2 separate regions of the Mus musculus genome follow, and region 2 is linked to region 1. The links are chromatin contacts, called in public Hi-C maps. All regions are on one chromosome and are shown on one strand. Each heading gives the region's core, a stretch centred on a gene start, on an enhancer-like site or on the middle of the called end of the contact. The rest is flanking DNA. Distances are from core to core; before and after follow the strand shown. Region 1 has its middle 8.7 kb from the start of Gm25407. Region 2 overlaps Tti1 (TELO2 interacting protein 1).

Region 1 (2,510 bases), core at 3-2,502:
ACATAGGACTTATGAAAAATGAGCGGCACTGGAGGGGGCTCAGGGATAGAGCAGAGTGTGGAAAACGTGACGGGGAGCTGTGGCTTTGCCAGGAGAATGCAGCAGCCAAGGGAGTTGGGTTTTGAGGCATGAACAGGAGCTCACTGAGCATCAAATTAGAGGAGTGTGGCCCAAGGAGCTGGCCTATTACACCGTGGCTCCCTACTATGCTCAGGGGATATGTCTCAAGAATCCCAGTGGATGCCCGAAGCCACAGGTTGTAGTTAGCTTCGTGCATACTGACACTCGGATATGGGTGACCAGCCATTAATATTCTGACTCAAGGCACACACTCTTTCTCCTCCCTGTAAGGCCTGTGTCCAAGTCTCAGCACATGCCGGTGTTGGGATAAGCTCCCAGCACCCCCTGAGGCCTGCCTCTGGCCCAACCTTACTCTTAGCCACCAGCAGAGCTGATGGTCCCTCTAGACCACCATGGGGGAGAGATTTTTGACCCGGTCATCGTACCTGAGTCTTCTGTACTTTGATAAGAACCCCCCCCCCCCACCAGCCCAGGTTTTAAGCTGACCCCGCCGGCCTTGAGCCTTTGGCAGGCAGCCGGCCAGCGGGAGGGCCCAGAGCTCAGGACCAAGAGACTCCAGTTTCCATTTTGCTCAGTCCAGATGCCTCCAGATCTAATTCCGAATAAATAATTATGCTGAGTAACCCGGGTCCCTTGGTGATTAAGTAAACAGGCCGAGGCGGGTGGAAATTGAATTAGTGCAGCGTGCTCAGCCATTATTACCCACCCCTTCTCATGCATATTAATGAGGGGTTATTAAGAAATGTAAATGCTGCCCCAGGGGGCGTGGAGATGGGGAAGGGAGGTCAGGGCCAGAGGACAGGCCCTTCCGAAAGCCGCGTGATCGAAGGCATTTTGAAAATTATGTCGGGAACGTTCGCTTCTGCACTATGGCAACATTTCCGGATGCCTCGCTTTTATTAAAATGAGGAAAGGGGAACAAATTTTAATTTGAGGATAAAATTAGCATTTTCCAAAAAGCCTTGGCAGCAGAGAGGACATATTTTGCCAGAAAATGGACATTCAGGGCCGGGCGGGGCAAGGTTGTGCGGCTGATGGACGATTAGTTCTCTCAGTTCATCTCCAGGCAAGGGAGTAAACAAATTAATCTCCGGGCAGGGAACAGGCCGGAAGATGCTGGAAACCTACGGGAGCCAGCAAAGTCTTCACTGGAAAGCCAGAGGTGTCACTGGGGCCTGGAATCCTCTCAGTGCTGGCCAGGAGAGGTCACACTCTGCTCTGAGGTCGCTCTGGAAGGCCGAGAGCTCTGGCTGAGTTTTGTAGCAAGATGGATGAAGGAGACGGCTTCTCCCCGACACACTGGGCAAGGGTGGAATCCAGGGATGCAACCTCTGCCCACCACTCTTCTCACCTGACCTCCAGGGTCCGCGGTATCTTCCCCCTCTGCTCCTAGCTTGTCCTCAGCACTCTGTTCCCATCTCTGCTACCAGATTCATCCCCACCCCCCACTCCAGCCAGGTCTCTTTTCACTGGGTAACCTGTCAGGAGTCACTAGTTCCCTTAGGCTGAAGTTGCATTCCTCTTGCCATTGGGGTGTCTCCAGGATCTGACCTCAGTTTAAACTCCTGCTGTTCCCTGCAGTTGCAATTGGATGGAGAGAGAGCACAAGCAGGCAAAAATAAATAAATAAATAAATAAATAAATAAATAAAGACAAAGAGGCAGGAAAAGGAAGGAAGAGCTGGAGAAAGAAGCAAATGTTAAGATTCACTAAGACTTTATGTAAGGCTGTGCTGGGATGGACAGCTGCCGACCATCATGGACCAGTTGCAGGACCAATTGTATCACTCCCTGAAGCATAGCTGTCTCGACATCACAGAGGACACAGCTCTCATCCGAGCACAGAACTTTTACTCTGGGTCACCATGGGCATCAAAGCTTGAACTCTGACCTACTACTGTGACTATGGGGCTAAGGATGACCTTGAATTTCCCATCATCCTGCCTCTTCTTCCTAAGACCCACATGGTCCTCAGATTTCCACATGCACACTGTGGCTCTTGAGCCAGACCCCCCCCCCCTCCCACGTAACTGCAATTTTAGAAACTTTTAAAAAGAAGGAGGAGGAGGAGGAGAAGGAGGAGGAGGAGGAGAAGGAGAAGGAGAAGAGGAAGAGGAAGAGGAAGAGGAAGAGGAAGAAGAAGAAGGAGGAGGAAGAGGAAGAAGAAGAAGAAGAAGAAGAAGAAGAAGAAGAAGAAGAAGAAGAAGAAGAAGAAGAAGAAGAAGAAGAAAGGGAGTTTAATCACTATGTGCTGCAAGTATCCAAGAAAAACAGGTAGAAGAAAAGAATGAAAGTTCTGGAATCAAGCCTCATCCATCTTGAGGAATATCTCTTCTGGCAGGGACTGGGGCTCAGCTGGTCACATGCTTGCCTAGTAGGCACAAGGCTCTGAGTTCCATTCCCAGCACTACCTAAACTGGGTGTGGTTGT
Region 2 (2,510 bases), core at 5-2,504, 280 kb before region 1:
TCTGGAAATGGAAATTGATCAGGGGATGGTTGATATAACCAAGGCTGTAAATGCTAAGAGTGGAGATGCCATTCCAGTTTAATGCTTTTATCTGGCAAATGTGCCTTGTAAGGAGGGGCATAAATCTTTTGACTTGGGGGAGTGGTGGGGGCAGGAAATAGCCTTGCTGCTTATTACCACCAGGTGTCACTGTTAACTGTGATGGGGGTGGGGAGCTCCTTCAGGTCCCATGCAGTTAAGTAACTTTAATGGATGACAGATAAGTAAATCATATTTAAGGGCATGGGAAGAGTAGCCAACAAACCAGGAAAGGTCAGTGTCAGTAAGAGGAAGCCCTGGGTTAGCCCGGCCCCACCTACGCAGAAGCAGAAGCAAACTTAACTGATTTACCTTCCCAGGCAGCCCAGAAGCCTCCAGGATGTCTCCCAGCATGCAGTTCTGTGCCCTTTTGACCACTGGAACTTTGCAATTTCATACTGAAAAGAATTCCAGAGGAAAGCAACCCCCTGCCCTCCGCTCACCACCCCATCCCAATTTCAGTTTTCCTTTGAGTCCGTGTACTCAGTGTGCCAATCTCCTCCTAGCCTCTGAGGCTCTCTGTCCTGCAATGAGGTCTTATATCATATGCACCTTCACTCTGGACCAAAAGCAAATAAAACTAGGCAATATCTTCTGGTAAAAACATGAAGCCTGTGCCCAGTGAGTTTCATGACAGGCAGAGCTCCCAGGCTGCTTGGTCTCTGCCAACCCCAGACCCTAGTTAGGGATGCTGGCATACCTTTCACAGTGCTAGTGTTGATGCTGTTATTCCCTAGTCCTGGGTGGGAGGTGGAAGGGCAGTATGGTGTTCATTCCTCCTTCACCACTTGATGGTGATGCCCCCTCACAGGGTCTTTGTACAGATGAGTTCTTTTTATGTAGTCAGAAAGTCAACTCTGAAAATTGTGCAATGATCTCTGCATGCCAAGGACTGTCTGGGTACTGAAAAAGGAGGAAAGAAGACAGGAGGCCTCTGCCCTCATGTTACATGTGTATATACACTGACCAAATGTATGTGTGCTGGGCATGTCACGTGCATACATCTGGATGCATCCTTCCTTCTAAATCTACTTGTCACTAACATCTGAAGTGAGCTTTCTTCTCAGAGGAGTCTTTTTTATGTTAATTGGGGCACCTCACCCCTCCTGCATTTGTGGAGGAAGTCAGGAGCAGGTTCATTTATCAACTGACTTCCCTGTTCAGTTTCTAGCAGTAGGATCCCAGCCCATCAAAGAACCAGCCGGTGCCTTCAAACCCTGGACAATGCAGACTAGCATAGGCTCCTCATTTCATCCCTGCCAGAGCCCGACTCCTCTCTACGCCACACACAGACCTGTCTGTTTGAACAGATCAGGAGCCACAGGGGTGAACCACTAGTTAGGCTAGCTCAAAATGAATACCTGGTCTCCTGAATGGGGATGAGGGGCAGCTCATTTGAAGCCTGCCTACAAAGCCGTTTCCCCTGGACTGCACCGGCATGGAAATGAGGGCACTCCTCATATTTTTCCTTTTGACATTTGATTAATAGTTGACAAATCCAGACCCAAGTAGTTAGCTTTCCTATTATCCATCTTTGACAGCCACTGCTGCTTTTCTTTTCAAGGCCCATTGTTCTAAAAATACACTCAGATCTGAAGCTGTTCTCTGTGCACACAGAGGCGTGATTTTATGGTGTCAGAGATAAGAGACATCTGCCATGCAGATTACAAACAAAGCAGGTTACTGGTTTTCTGAAATGAAGGCAGGGATATCGCACTACTGAAACCATGTGTTGCCTGTACTTCCCTGATGCTGTGGTATGTCATGAGATTGCTAACCTGCTTGTTTGCCATTATGTGTGATGCTTGCCTGTATATGTGCATGCAGTGGCCAAGTACCAAGATCACAGGCATGTGCCATCATACCCCACAGAAATACATTTCTAAGAGTTGTTATGTTGCCCATCAATGGGAGCTGCTGGCCTAGTGCCAAAGCATGGGTCATAGAAAAAAAATAATTTGAGTAGGAGAGGGCAAGTCACATAGATTATCACAAAAAATATCATCTTTCTGGTAGGGGCAGGAAATACTGCACGTGGCCTCTGAATATGCCAGCAAGTGCTCAGATCAGCTTTGAAGCCAGTGGACAGCAGCACTGTCATGGGACCTTAGCCTGGAGATGGAAGAGCCAGCCAGATGGAAGGGGCTGCATTTAAAACCCACCCAGTAGGACTTAAACCCTGCCTGGTTCTGACTTCCTTTTGAATTGTCTCTAACAGATTGGACCTCTCCATGTCAGACCCTTTTAAATATGCATGAAGTATTCTACTGCATTTGTGATACTTTAGGGGTATGATTAGCATCATACGCTGCTACTAGTGTTTATGGTTTTAAATCCTGTCCTCACTGCATTTAAATATTTTTAATAGGAGTCTCTGAGTGTGCGTGTTGGAGGTCGATCTATGGATGAATGGTTTTGAACAGGTAAATATA

Evidence for each region. Hi-C and Micro-C count contacts between places; a contact is called where the count stands out from the background.
Region 2: a contact with region 1 is called in a Hi-C map of the N1E-115 cell line, with 6 times the contacts expected there. The contact joins two enhancer-like sites. A contact is called at or near these places in 2 of 39 promoter capture datasets (the C10 cell line and liver), 2 of 484 Hi-C or Micro-C datasets (the N1E-115 cell line and nephron progenitors), 1 of 115 datasets of contacts at active chromatin or transcription factors (neural tube) and 1 of 9 other capture datasets (embryonic stem cells).

The regions. Positions count from the first base shown.
Region 1 is chr2:157,703,858-157,706,367 of GRCm38.p6, reverse strand. No RefSeq gene overlaps it. Among named protein-coding and RNA genes, the nearest start is that of Gm25407, 8.7 kb to the left of the region's middle. Within about 2 kb of position 1,252, at least 20 of the 459 cell types and tissues checked have an H3K27ac peak or open chromatin away from gene starts, as enhancers often do. A contact at or near this core is called in the N1E-115 cell line, where this site is marked.
Region 2 is chr2:157,987,820-157,990,329 of GRCm38.p6, reverse strand. All of the region lies in intron 7 of Tti1 (TELO2 interacting protein 1), which reads left to right. Gm34402 (a long non-coding RNA gene) reads left to right here. Exons shown (of 2, transcript XR_375175.1): 2 at 399-2,510. Among named protein-coding and RNA genes, the nearest start is that of Gm34402, 3.9 kb to the left of the region's middle. Within about 2 kb of position 1,254, at least 7 of the 459 cell types and tissues checked have an H3K27ac peak or open chromatin away from gene starts, as enhancers often do. A contact at or near this core is called in the N1E-115 cell line, where this site is marked.